Regions from separate parts of the Sus scrofa genome. Here regions 1, 2 and 3 are each linked to region 4. A link is a contact called in public Hi-C and HiChIP or PLAC-seq data. All regions are on one chromosome and are shown on one strand. The core of a region is the stretch at or near the end of the contact, and the rest is flanking DNA. Distances in the headings are between cores, read along the strand shown.

Evidence for each region. Hi-C and Micro-C count contacts between places; a contact is called where the count stands out from the background. HiChIP or PLAC-seq counts read pairs in DNA pulled down with a chosen protein or histone mark.
Region 1: an H3K27ac HiChIP or PLAC-seq map of skeletal muscle shows a contact between it and region 4. The contact joins two enhancer-like sites. A contact is called at or near these places in 1 of 47 Hi-C or Micro-C datasets (epiblast stem cells) and 1 of 2 datasets of contacts at active chromatin or transcription factors (skeletal muscle).
Region 2: a Hi-C map of skeletal muscle shows a contact between it and region 4, with 4 times the contacts expected there. The contact joins two enhancer-like sites. A contact is called at or near these places in 1 of 47 Hi-C or Micro-C datasets (skeletal muscle) and 1 of 2 datasets of contacts at active chromatin or transcription factors (skeletal muscle).
Region 3: a contact with region 4 is called in an H3K27ac HiChIP or PLAC-seq map of skeletal muscle. The contact joins two enhancer-like sites. A contact is called at or near these places in 2 of 5 promoter capture datasets (fetal liver and liver), 4 of 47 Hi-C or Micro-C datasets (fetal skeletal muscle, psoas muscle and skeletal muscle) and 1 of 2 datasets of contacts at active chromatin or transcription factors (skeletal muscle).

What each region holds. Positions count from the first base shown.
Region 1 is chr2:96,319,468-96,323,092 of Sscrofa11.1, forward strand. The region is part of intron 3 of LOC102159394 (a long non-coding RNA gene); the gene reads left to right. Among named protein-coding and RNA genes, the nearest start is that of MEF2C, 100 kb to the left of the region's middle. Within about 2 kb of position 1,489, at least 2 of the 83 cell types and tissues checked have an H3K27ac peak or open chromatin away from gene starts, as enhancers often do. A contact at or near this core is called in skeletal muscle, where this site is marked.
Region 2 is chr2:97,147,346-97,151,023 of Sscrofa11.1, forward strand. The region is part of intron 3 of LOC110259422 (a long non-coding RNA gene); the gene reads right to left. Among named protein-coding and RNA genes, the nearest start is that of CETN3, 440 kb to the right of the region's middle. Within about 2 kb of position 2,221, at least 1 of the 83 cell types and tissues checked has an H3K27ac peak or open chromatin away from gene starts, as enhancers often do. A contact at or near this core is called in skeletal muscle, where this site is marked.
Region 3 is chr2:96,289,243-96,292,692 of Sscrofa11.1, forward strand. The region is part of intron 1 of LOC102159394 (a long non-coding RNA gene); the gene reads left to right. It also overlaps a transcript of MEF2C not described here. Among named protein-coding and RNA genes, the nearest start is that of MEF2C, 74 kb to the left of the region's middle. Within about 2 kb of position 2,004, at least 2 of the 83 cell types and tissues checked have an H3K27ac peak or open chromatin away from gene starts, as enhancers often do. A contact at or near this core is called in fetal skeletal muscle and skeletal muscle, where this site is marked.
Region 4 is chr2:96,785,053-96,788,463 of Sscrofa11.1, forward strand. No RefSeq gene overlaps it. Among named protein-coding and RNA genes, the nearest start is that of MEF2C, 570 kb to the left of the region's middle. Within about 2 kb of position 2,124, at least 10 of the 83 cell types and tissues checked have an H3K27ac peak or open chromatin away from gene starts, as enhancers often do. A contact at or near this core is called in fetal skeletal muscle and skeletal muscle, where this site is marked.

The DNA.
Region 1 (3,625 bases), core at 239-2,738, 470 kb before region 4:
TTTTATAAATAGAGGATAAACTAGATGTTTAAAATAAATTTTGGTACAGAGGTCCTGCCTTTTTACCTCTACATTATTATCTTTGACACTCAGCTAAGCTCTAGTCTGGAAGTATCAAAGCCCAGCTAGAAGGTGGAAGAAGGGTACCAGACCCATGGAATGTGTCTTTTAGAAATAGTGGCCATTCAGAAAAGGAAGCTGTTGATATTATCCCAAGTGTAGGATTACATGAAGATAAACTGCTATTGGGTGGGAAAAGACTGATACCTTAAGCATTTCAGAGTAGTTTTTTAAACCATAGAACACATTGAGCCTTTCCCTGTAAGATTTTTAACTAGCAACCAGCAAAAAAAATAAAAAAAATAAAAAAAATAAAGGAAAAAGGAAAGAGTGAGGGATATCTGGGGAATGAAAGAGGAAATAGCAAACCTACACCACAGCTCATGGCAATGCCAGATCCTTAACCCTCTGAGCAAGGCCAGGGATTGAACCCGCAACCTCATGGTTCCTAGTTGGATTCGTTAACCACTGAGCCACGATGGGAACTCCTACCATATAAATTTTTATATAATATTGAATAGATTTCCTTGTGCTCTCCAGTAGTTCCCTGTTGATTATTTTATATATAGTATTGTGTGTATATTAATCCCAAACATAATTTATTTCCCCCCCATGCACCTTTCTCCTTTGGTAACTGTATGTTTGTTTTCTATGTTGTGAGTTAAAACAGAAATATTTTACAGAACATTATGGATGTACTGGGTTAAATATAAATTTATTAAGATTATTTCATCTGTTTCCATTTACTTTTTCTTTTTTGGTTTTTTTGTTTGTTTGTTTGTTTGTTTGGCTTGCCTATGCCATGTGGAAGTTCCTGGGCCATGAATTGAATCCATACCACAGTGTCAACCTAGGCCTCTGCAGTGATTGCCAGGTCTTTAACTCATTGCACCACAAGGGAACTCCTCTACTTACTTTTTAATATGGGTACTGGAAAATTTAAAATTACCTATGTGACTTGCATTTATGGCTTGTGTTATATTTCTATTGCTGCTCTAGGCACCTCATCCAGTACTTTTCCAGAAAAATAAAGGGAAGGAAAACAGGAGGGAGAACTGGGTATCATGGAATTTGAAGCATTCTTTCTTTAACTGTCTCTGTTTTGTTCATTTCAATTCAATTCAATTAAAAAAGCTATTGAATAGCTAATATTTATGAAGATGGTTCTAGGCAATATGTTCAGCATCTTTTGAGGAGGGGGGAAAAGGATCATAACAGGGTGAGAGGATGTCTTTTCTGGACTTTTCTAACCAGATCCACATGAGAGGAAGCCCAGAAAAGATTCCCTCATTAGATCTGTTCTGACGGAACTGTTAAGTCGTGCAAATGGGCAGAACCTGAGATTTTCCTGTCTGGGTGGCTACACTGATCTCACACACCCAAGGGCATTTCAGAGCAGGTGCAGGAAGGGAGGCTGTGCTGTCTGTCATGCGGCCTGTCCAAGCGGATTCCACCCACACGGGGGAAGACCTTGGCCGAGGACAAACGTGTGAAGCACATTAAGGAAGAGCGGTATGAAAAACACAGCTCAGAGTAGGAGTGAAGGAAATGTTGAGAAACTAATGAACCATAAGATCTCTGTAATCGTCTCTTAATAGGCACATTGTTGAATAACACCGGTGTGTGTGCTAGGTTAGCTGTAACTTGCTACATCCGTTTTCAAGAGCTGCATGGCAGTGCGCACCTAATTCTTTGGAGGAGAGGACTGAACTCACTGTTGTCACTTCAAGCACACCCTAGTAATTATTGCCACAGATCCCAGTCTCAGAAAATATTAATATTTTTACAGTAACAGTTTTCAAAACCTGGAGTGCAACAAAAGAAAATTGAACTACTATTGCAGTTTTTCAAGGTTTGAGTGGAAGGGGGGAAATCGACTTGTGTTTTTTTTTTTTTTTTTTTTAACGAAATTCCACTTTTAAAATTCTGGATCTATTTGAAATCTGTCATTTAAAAATTAATAACTGTTTTCCTTTAACGCAGTCTGTGTAAAGAAACCGAATCCACTTCTGAACAGTTCTCCTGCCTTCCCAGATACATGGAAATTCACTACTGTTGCTGACAAACAAAATGCCACAAGATTTGTCATACAAATCACATTATAAGAGGTTCCAAAAACTTGACAACGTTGACAGTTGTTTTCAGCAAATGGCTGCTTTACTCTGTACTGTCAATGTTGATGTCCTTGTGCACATGTAAAAGAGCAATGTGATTAAGGCAAGCTTGTCCACGCTATATCTGAGCCAAGTTTTCCGTCTCCGCGTGGCACTGAAAGATTGCTCAGCTGTTGCAGATAAGGCAGGAATAGCTAGCAGATTTCTGCCATTTAAAAAAAAAAGAAAAAAAAAAACGTTCTCTGGGCATGCATTTCTGTAGGAATTTACCAACATCTGCTGCTGACCTAAAGTTTTCAGTAGAAGTGGCATATTTAATTTGTATAAGTAATTCACAACGGCATTGGTCAAGCCCTATTTCCTTTGAAGATGATGGGTTGCATTCACCAGGAAGAAATGAGTTGAAGTTTAATAACATTTATATTCCCTAAATTGTCATTGTAGTTTCAGGCCTCATACTTTTTTTTGGCTCATCTTACATTTATTTTCTTCATGTTCTCTAAATTATATTTCGGCAGGGAAACTTTTTAGAAAGAAGAATAAAGAGCTGAGAGATTTTGGTGATTCCACAGAAGGCCTACACTTCACACTTATCTTTTTTTTATAGGCTCTCTGAAAATGTTTGATTTTTGGAAGCTAATTTATTCTGGGAGAATTTTGTAGTTGAATTTTAGTGTGATTTAAAATTATCATATGTGTTATCCTCAAAAGAACATATAGGATTTAGGTATTTCCCATTGTCAGGATAACTTCTGACTTGGGACAGGATTTATTTACCATTTTATTTACCGCTGCTCATTTTTGAAATTTATTCCGTTTGTTTATATTATTTTAATTTAGTTTCTTTTGAAATATGAATGCTCTTCAGGTAAAACTACAAAAAACTTAACTTAGTCCTGGCAATTCAAACCTGTCTTGTAATGCATTTGTTATTTGATTCATCTATTCTTATTCTTGGTCACCTTCTAGTACAGCTGCATGCTTTAACTGTCTGACTGGTCTTTGAAAATCTTAAGCCACATTCTTTGGAACAGTTGCTTCATGTTGGTTGAAATTCTCTGTGGCACTTTTTTCCATTCACAGGAGCCAACAGCCACCATAGCAGACACATAGTTTCCAAGAACTTAGGCATGGTTCATGATTCCTGAATCTCAACAATTTCTTATAGGAATTGGAATCCCATTTACACTGTCTGAAATCTTTGTGGTATAAATTAAAATAAAAAAGCATATACTTATACTGCAACATTAAATTAACATACATAAATTTTAAGATATTTTCATTCTTATAGCTAGCAAAGGGGCACAATTTAATAACCTATTAAAATTAATCCAATTAACTGAACAAGTCATTAGCTAAAAACATTAGTGAAAAATTATTTTAGGAAAAATTAAGGTTGAAAAGATATATGAACTATAAAGGGTAGTTGCTTTCATAAAACAACTCTGTAT
Region 2 (3,678 bases), core at 971-3,470, 360 kb after region 4:
ACACACACACACCAACTCTAATTTTCCTGAAACACACAGCATGCAAAATTGTAATGAGGTATATACAGAGCTCTAGAAACTAATGAACATTCAGAATTGTAGCCTTATTACGGTTAGTTTGCATATTGTAAAATTTGCCTATTCTTAGTATCAGGTCAATGGTCTTTTAATAAATATATACCATTGTGCAACCATTACCATTAAAGAGTTTAAAATTTTTTATCATTCCAAAAAGTTACCTCTTGTCCTTTGCAATTAATCTCCACTATTGTCTCTTATCCTAGGCAGCTAGTGATCTGCATTTTCCTCCAAAGATTTTCTGTTTCTGGAAATTTCATGTATTTTTTTTTCTTTTTTTTTTTAGGGCTGCACCCACAGCGCATGGAAGTTCCCTGTCAGAGCAACAGCTGTCAGCCTACGCCACAGCTGTAGCAACACCAGATCTGAACCACTTCTGTGACCTACACTGCAGCTCACAGCAATACAGGATCCTTAACACACTGAGCAGGGACAGGAATCAAACCTGCATCCTTATGGATACTGCAGGGTTTGTTACCACTGAGCCACAACCAGAAGTCCCTCCATGTATATTTAATCATGTAGTATATAGTCTTTTTTTCTGGCTTCTTTCACTTAGTATAACCTCTGTTGTTTCAAGCATCAGTAGTAGTTTGTTAATTTTTATTCCTGAATTGTGTTCTATTATATGGATATACCACATTTTCTTTATTCTGTTCCCTGCTGATAGACATTTGGATTGGTTCCAATTTGGGACTATTATTCATAATGCTGCTATAAATATTGATCAACAGATATTTATATGAACACAAATTTGTGGTAGATCCTACGAGTGAAATTGCTTGGTCGAATGGCACTCTACGACTAACTTTTAAAGAAGTCCCTTTGTTTGAGTCCTATGTTTTTAAGTCCTTGCTCATAGACCAGTTTTGGAGGATAATAATGATGAGAGGATGAAACATGCAGCCATTCTCTTTCCAAACTGACACTGTAATATCACAAGGAATTTGGATATGAAAATAACTACTATTGCTATTCACAAATGAGAAAGTTCAAGAGAGTGAGAGCAAAGTGAGCAATTTATGAAGGGCTCATGTGAACGTTACCTAAATAATTTTTAATGACGCTCACAGTTCATTATATTAACATAGGGTGTGTCATAGGAGAAAAGGTCTACTCTAAGTACTAGAATTAAGGTGGTGTATAGCTCTACCCAGCTTGGAAAAGTCCTTTGTGTTAATCAGAAATATACATCTACCATGAGATCAAAGTATAAGATTCTCTATTCTATAAATAATGTTTCCATGACATTAAGTTATTTCTATCTGCCCATCGTTTACAAGTGAAAAACAGACTTGCCCATGGGATCTTTGGATCTCAGGAATTTGGGGGTAAATGAAAAGCTAAATGGGCCTGTTCACAGAGGGTGGCAAAACTGATGAAGACAATGTGCAATGACTTTCTATATGAGGCAGAAACATGCACAACGCATAAAGAGAAAGAAACTAAAAATATCTGATGTTGTTATAAAGGAAAGCAGAGCCAAAAGCAATTTGTCTGTGCTTCTTTTCCATCTGTGTGGCTCCTTCAGTTAAACAGCCAATGTAGTCAAATCTGATTTGCTTTCCTGTTACAAAAGTTGTGGCTTAACTAGGAGCTAGGCTGGAATGTCTAGATAAAGACATCTTTACATAAATACTGTATATATATATATATATATATATATATATATATATATTACAAATATGGTTTCTACATGTGATTTTTGTACACATACCCTTTCTTCCCATCTTCAGGTAATATATTAGCTGATGAAAAATATTTAAAGGGAAGACTTCCTTCTAAGGCTGAGAGAATTGTTCTTTCTCCTCAACTTGACTATAACATTAGAAAAGCTGCAAAGAAAATTATTACCCTGTTTTCAAATCAGAAAAGAAAGTTGTTATTTCCTATATTGTCAGGACTGGGGGAAATAAACTGAACACTAAAAAAATCCCCAGGAAGGTAGGAGGTATATATACTGCAGTCCTTGTCCATCAGACTGAGGACTAAAAGGCTAAGTGATTTGTCGAACATTATTAAGTGCTTCCCATGAGGAGTCAAACATAACATCCAGACAGTCTTTCCTCAGACTAGTGCTCTAACCGGCTGACCACTCTAGCTGTAAACATTTGCCCTGGCTGGGTTTTCCCACTCCTGGATGATTGTCTGCCTGGCAACAAGATGACAGAAGCACTAAGCCAAAATATCCTTATGTGGGCATAGCTGCCTCTCCATGGCAGAGCCAATTTGGATCCCATCCATTGGCAGGGATGTCCCAGAAGCAGCCAATTTTAGTTCAGCCTCTTTAAAACTCTGGATTGTAAACAAACAGTAGGATTTTCCACAATGGAAGGGAGAATAATGAGATGAAGGATGCAGAAGAGAGGGAGTAGGTGAGGCTGGCACATATTTCACCACAGATATTAATGAGCTGAAAACCTTCAGAGGCCCTACTGATAAGGCCCCAGATCTCCTAAGTTTTAGTCTGTGAGGGCGTGCAGCTCTTTCCTTCTTTTCCCTTCTACACATTTTTTTTTTCTTTTTAAGGCTGCACCCATGGCATATGGAAGTTCCCAGGCTAGGGGTCAAATTGGAGCTGCAGCCCCTGGCCTATGCCACAGCCAGAGCAATGCCAGAATGGAGCTGTGTTCACAGCTTTGCAGCAACACAGGATCCTTAGCCCACTGTGCGAGGCCAGAGATGAAGCCCACATCCTCACAGACATTGTGGTGGGATCTTAGCCCACTGAGCCACAATAGGAACTCCTCTTTTCTACACTTTTAAATTTCCATACCATTGCTTGTTTTTTGTTCCTTTTTTTTAAGTCTTCTTTTCCCTATGATTTTTATTTTTTCCATTATACTTGATTTACAGTGTTCTGTCAATTTCTACTGTACAGCAAAGTGGCCCAGTCATATGTGTGTGTGTATACATTTTTTTTCTCATATTATCCTCTGTGATATGATGGAGTAAAAGAGAAGGGCCCTCAGAGTCAGATGGCCAAATTAGGCCATCATTACCAACTAGTTTGCTGTTCATCCTAAGGCAATGCACTTGACTTCTCTTAGACTTGGTTTCCTCTTGGTGAAATGGAAATAATAACAATTACTTTACAGAATTGGCACATAAACTAACAAGTGCCAGCATGTAATGCAATAGCTATTATAATTGTTGTTATTTATATTACTAAGAGTAGTATGCTGCTGATCAAAATAATGTGAAATTACTGATGACCAACTCACAACACAGATATAAAAAAAAAAAAAAATCCTTTCAATTTGGTGTCAATGAGGTACTGTGGCCAGTAATATCATCTTGTCTTAAAATTTAATTCAGTGGGCACTGCCAATTACAAGGTAAAAAATACTCTCCATTAATGGAGAAAATATAAATGAATTAAATATTAATTTGAAATATATTTGTATTTTATTGATTTACATGTATTTAGAAAAAAACACAGTACATTTTCATGTTAGAAATATTTATTCAGATTACAAAAAAAGGCTTGTTCACATATGGATTGGTGGTCCCCATCCAATAACTCCGTCACTCCTCATGGTCCCTTGGCACCCAGGCTAGGAATCACCAGTGTTGGTTAAGGTCAAAATAGACAGGGGA
Region 3 (3,450 bases), core at 754-3,253, 500 kb before region 4:
CACATAAGTATTTCCCAGCCTTGGATAGCATTAAACCTTTTACTATGGAGTGCCCATATTAAATGGAGTGCACTTTATCCAGAAATGAAGAAATATGATTCTAAGTAAATGATTTTGAACACTCCTTATAGTGGGGCACAGAATAAACATTTTATAATTTTTTATATTCTTTTTAACCCCTTTGGAAATAGCTAAATAGCTAATCAATACATTTGCTTGCATCTTTTCCATTTCCCTCCTTTTCTCCTTTTCTTTCCTTCATCTTTTCTGTGCCATCTCTTTATCTTCAGTTGTAAATTTTTTATTTTCATTTGTAAACTCAATAAAAACACATATGCATGCACACACACACACACACAGGTTATTAACAATCAGTTTTGCTTTGGGAAAGCTCCATTTTTCTGTTTCAGAATCATAGGATTTCATTAATAATATTTTTCTATTTATCTGAATCACTTCAAAATAAAATACTACTAACAAAGGAGCTTATTTCTAAACAATTAATGGTGTATGCTATAGACAGTATGGTCATAGAAAAGTTTCTATGATTATTTTTGTTATTAATCACTATAATTACTCTTTGATTACAATGATGATTAACTCACAGAGAATAAAGCGTGTGCTTATCTTTTTGATCTTCTATTTGCAAAGGATTTGTGTTCTTCCATCCACACATTCTCACCTCACCCTTACATAGCTGTGAGATTGTAGTTTATGAAGTCTATAGCCACAAAGTGACTCACACTGGAGAATAAAAGCCTGTGGTTTCCCTTACATTATCCCTAAGCTGCAACCTTTAAACTCCTTAGGTCAGTGATGATTAATTAAGTATTCTAAAACGTGAATGTGCATGCATACATACTTCTCATAATAAACACTTGTCTGTGCTCCTTTTTCATGACTTTCCCAAAGAGTCATTCAAGCCATTTTTCATATTTCAAGCTATACTATTTAGTGCTTGAAACTCAAGTAGAGCTTGACAATGATTTTTGGCTTGTCACTAGTACTGGGTGAGTCTTATCATTTGCCAATCCACATAAAATTAATTAAAATAAATGAACTACCTAAGCATGATTTTATCAGAAAGTAAATAACAGTGGACATAGAACATCCATATGTATCCATATGTTCACTTTGATTTTTCAGGACCTTAGATCCCTAAGTGCTGGTTGTCTGCTACTAGCAGGAGCAGGAGAACTGACCCTCTAAAAGAAGAGAAAGCTCTAGTGAGGATGGAACAATCCAGCACAGGGAACACTTCATCAGAGTGCCTCAGATTCAGATTCCTGGGCCTCGCCTCAGGGCCATTGAGCCACAATTGCAGGAATCTGCATTTTAACTAGCTTCTCTGTTGTTTCTTATGTATGTTTTGTTTGCAAGCCACTGCCTTAGTGCAGGGGTAAGCACAAAATCTGCAAAGTCCTAATTCTGTAACTCTACCTTTTCTCCATTATTCATTCCTGTTCTCCCAACTCAACAAGCTTTGTGGAACTTGTAAGTTAGTGAATGCCTTTCCAAACAGTAAGAATGAGAGTTCAGAATGGCACGAATTTTTCCATTGCTGGTCTTGGTTCATATTTTAAGACATACCACATGTATTCTGCCCATTGTAGTTGGAAAAGTGATAATGTAGGGACCCAATTCTCTTAAATTTCTGTACACTTCTTCATCTTCACTTCTCTAAGGAGTAGTGCTTATTTTTTCTTGGGTGGAATATGCTCCTTGGATCTCAGAATCCCAGCCTGTAAAATAGGCTCTGGATCCAGGAACCTCTACCTTAGTGACAGTTGGCCCACAAACACGTGCACTCAGTGATTGCTGGCTGCGGTGAGCCTAGGAGCCCTGCAGCCAGGACTAGCATTGTTCTTGATCACTTAGGATATGTGGCTTTTCATGAAAGAGTCTTTCAGTCAATACCAGTGTTCCTTATGACCTTGCAATTACCTCTATCTGCTGAGCAGTCACGAGGGGCCTTCACAACACTGGCATCCCAGGCAACACGGTGATCCACATTCCCAGCCTTTAACCTCTCTCCATACCCAGCTGCTGCCACTAACCTCTCTTGGATCCAGATATTTTTAACACCTCACATTAGGGGTTCTCTGCTGTGCCCAATTCTTGTTCCAGTGTTTCTTTGACATGAACAAATATATTCACGTGCTGGCTCACAGCAGTGAGTGTAGTGAAGGTTTTTTTCATTAAAAATTTTTCTCCTATTTTATAAAACCAAAAACATTAAATAACCATGAAGTCCTTTGTGTCAGCTTAGGCTTATAGAGCACTGAAAAGTTCAAAGCTATGTGTGGTAATATCATTTTGAGGGTAAGAGCTTTCTTGTTTTGTAACCAGGGTGCCCAAGTGGGAAAAATATGGCCAGCTGGTCTGTAGTGTATTACAAAGTGATTTTGTTTTGCTCTCTAATTTCATAGGTTAATATTGGTGTTTTAATTATTCGAAATGCTGATGTGATAGTCTACTTAGAGCAGTAGGGAGAGGCAGGGTATGCCTTTGCAGACAGGAACCCACCAATATGGCCCAGAGTCCTCTTGGGATTTCAAAGGCGGCAGAGGAAACTCCTTCTACTGGGTAACGAAAACTTCCTTTTCTATGATTTACACACAGCCCAGTAAAGAGTCTCATCCATTCAGGAGCCTCACAGAGGTTGCATGACTTGTTTCCAGTTATAAAATTACTAAGCAGTGAAAAGGAGACTACAGCCAAGCTGCCTACTTCTGCTCTGGTGTTCTTTGGACAGCAGTCAGTCTTCAACGCTAAGGAGAAAGCATTCATGATCCTTCAAAGGCAGATGAGGGACAAGTCATTGACCTTCACTAACACCCCTTTGAGATGCAGAGAAGTGACTGAATTTATTTGAAAGTCTTGTAATTTTTCATATTTTGCTTTGACACCTCTGTCTTTCCCAGTTGTTAGAAATGGATATTATTTACTGATTATTTTGCTTGCAATTGATTTGCATACTGTTATTTCATATTGTTAAATGGTTTGCTGATTAATGACTAATGTTGATTTGGACTAAATGTAATAGAAATTTATTTGTAAATTTAGATATATAATTTAGCTGCTAAATGGTATCATGGAGCTGTTGGAGGTGATTTTAGACTAATTCCTTGCAGGGAAACTCTGCCCATAATTTCCTCCCCTATCCTATATTAATGTTTTAAGCTCCCCTCTCTTTCTTTTTTTTTAAAAAAATTCATTTGCATGTCTGGATTTTTTTTTTTTTTGTCTTTTTGTCTTTTCTTGGGCCGCACCCGCAGGCATATGGAAGTTCCCAGGCTAGGGGTCTAATTGGAGCCGTTGCCAGCGGCCACAGCAACGCTAGATCCAAGCTGCGTCTGTGACCTACACCACAGCTCACGGCAACGCGGGATCCTTAACCCACTGAGCAAGGCCAGGGATTGAACCTGCAACCTCATGGTTCCTAGTCGG
Region 4 (3,411 bases), core at 874-3,373:
TCTCTTGTAATTGGCAAAATTAATATCTGAGTTACCAATAAAAGGTAGAAAAGCCATCCAAATAGTATGATTTGAGGACTTCAATATTTTCTCAACCACCTTCCACAGAGCCTGAATGTCTCACAGTTCCAGTTAAGGCACTATCCCCAGAAAGTCCCTAGTTGAATGCAAATACCCAGGGTTTCTGATTTACCCCAAATCAATGTACACAATACCTTCTTTCCTGCCACATTTTTCCCACACACCAGTGCCTTGCAGCTGCTAAAATGGGAACTACAGTGAAGACGAACGGGACTTTTTAAAGATTCTGTGATGTAAAAAATTAAAAATAAAAATGGTACCCATTTCATGAGCATTACAGACAGAAAGATCCAGAGGTAACATTTTTGACTGGTATGATCTCACATACTAACTGAAAAGTAAATCTTCAACATATTATCTGAACAATTTAAACTTTGGTTTATTATGTTGTGTTAGGATTCTACAAATTCATGATTTATGCGAGCAACAATTATTCTAACTACACTCAACTTTGGGAGTTTAAGGGATTAACAGTCGCTGACAACTTTCATGAACTAGTGGGAATTCGTACTCTCAGATCATTTTCTATTAACAAAGCCAAGATCACTATTCTAAGAGCCTGACATTTCTGACCAGGAGAAGAGGTGTCTGGGTGGGGAACAGGGATACTGAATGTAACATACGAGGTGAAGATTTGTTTTTATCCCTTTTCTGTGAATTTAAAAACATAGTGACCATTTGTAACATTATTTCTACAGAAAATTCTGTGAACAAATCCCTTGATAGGATGGATATTTGCTTTCATGTTACATAGGATGAGTAATATACTGATATCCACATGACATTATATAGTCCAAAGCACTTTAGGACTCCAGTCTAGAAAAGTTGTAACAACAGATAAAAAGTAAAATCTATGGAATGGCACTTTATAAAATCCCTACGTTCTCAGAGGCACTAAACTTATGCTCCTAGGAACTTTGGAGCAGGATTAAAATCTAGAAAGACAGACTAGAATAATACAAAGAGATGCAGAGGGCAATAGAAAGAAATAGACTCTTACCTGACAAACAGCATCACCATATAAAAACGGCAGAATACAACCTTGCCAGTTTCAGTTTGAGATTCTCCTTGTGTGTGTGTGTGTGTTTAGAACATACTTCAGTTTGTCCAAACATCACATGAAAAAACATTAAAAGGATTCCCCTGCACCTTTAAAATGAAATCATATGTCCCACATTCAGTCAGTTCTCTATTAACCAAAGTGAACTTAAATCTTAGCCTGACTTGTCTGGTTATCCAGCACGTACCTAAATTACCTTACCCTGGTGGTTATGTACTTAATCCTAACTTTAATTATGTGCTAAATATGTTTTTTAAGTAAGAAGAGATTAATTTTCTTTAAGAAAATTCTTATTTTAGAAACAAATATATTGAAGGCAGCTATGCTCACCACCATACCACCAATGCTACTGACTAGAAACAAATATATGAAATATCTCTATTGTTATAGCCCTTTGTATGTATAAATACAAGCAAATATGTAGTATAAGTATATATACAGAGATATTTTACTGTATTTAAGCAAGCTTGGTAGAAAACTTCTTTAACTCTTGTAGGTCATAGCTATAATATATCTAATTATTCTGTGAAGAGTAAACAAAAGGATGCCTATTATGTAAGAATTTTTTTTAATCCTAAGTAAAATTTCCACTATATATAGCAGTTGGATACTTCCACTGGTGGCTGTCTGATACAATTTGTTGGCAGATATGTGGCATCTTCAAAATCTAGAAATCCCGAGGTCAAGATTTCCTATAATCAATGTGCTGTAAGTGCATTTCTGTCTGGGAATTTTTCTTTGCTTCTTAACTGCTTAGGTTGAGAGCCAGGGTGTCCAAAATTACAATTGATACTAGAAACACAATGTCAGAGATGATTTCTCCATTCTGCCTTACTGCTCCATTTAAAATTGTGTTACATTTCTGCTAATAAAAGCCTTTCTAAGGATTCTGTATCACTCTTTTGCAAGGCACATTCACATCCTTCAATGAAAGTTGCTATTATCAGAGCAGTGTGCTCTTACTATTTATTTATTACAACAGCCCTCATGACTGCTTACCCAGGCGAGCACTAGAAATATCTAACTCATTACCACTACATAAAATAGCATGGGGTATTTTCAGAATGAAAGAGATCAGAGCATGACAAATTCTAAAGCTGCCCGTGTCCCTGTTTCTAAAGAAAAAGATTGCTGTTCAACAAGCACTAGTAACTTTAACTATCGAAGTGGATATATTAGACTCTTAGAGAAAACACTGCCCAGACAAAATCTTATTGGTAATACCTATTTGCTACTCTTTTTTTCATTTAAAGTCTGAACACCCTTGGATTTTCCCAGACCAGCCAGTGAAAGAAAACTGACCCAGATGGAGTCAGAAACTGAAAATGCCTATTGACTTATTCAGCTGGAAGTTGATCCTGGTTGCTATTTAAATCTACTGCTTTAAGTGTCAGCAGACATGCTGCATTCCTTATAATGGTTCAGAGGGCAGACATTTGGGTCAAAATATTCTTACCCATTCTGTATCTATTGTGAGCTTTACAATGTTTACAAACAGCTGTTACAATAACCCAAAGATCCAAAGAAAAATGTGACACATCCAAGAATCTGACAGTTAAAACCAAGCATTTGTTCAGATAGCACCTTGTGGTTTGAGGTAACAAGACCCATGATGATAATGGTATTTGTCACATTCAGAGCAGCTGTATTCATGAGCGAGTGGAAGTGACTACCATCTTACACACCCAGTTACTACTTTGAACCCAGCTCTATATTTTGGCTGCCTTGGCAACAGCACAGCAATAACAACTGGAGCCATAATGGCGATGTCAATCCAAGGACATTTTGGGATATAAAGCAAAGAGCCCTGACTTTCAACAGAGAAAGAAAGAACATACAAAATAAATGGAAAAAAAAACAAAAAACAAAACAAAAACCAAAAACCCATAGCTCTGCTATACTGTGTACAATGAGACTTAGGGACTAGACTCCATGTTATTTATTGTAAAGTTAAGTTTTTACAAGTCCAATAATTTTCCAGTGGCTTGTCTTTTATGGAAAAAAGGAAAGGGAAATGGATCTCAATAAGTAGGGAGCTATTTTTGTTTTCTACAACAAGACTATAAAGGATAAATTACACCTTAATTGTGACCACATTCATCAATATAGGTTCCACAGAACTATAAACAACAATAGAAATGGACAAAATCGTTCAGCCTTCTCACTGGTTGGTTTGTTTCATGTGATTGGTCACTAGTATCTCTTCTTTTGGTCACATGGTAAAATTGCATTTCCCTGTCCTCATGACATGAAAAACATTTATGTTCTTA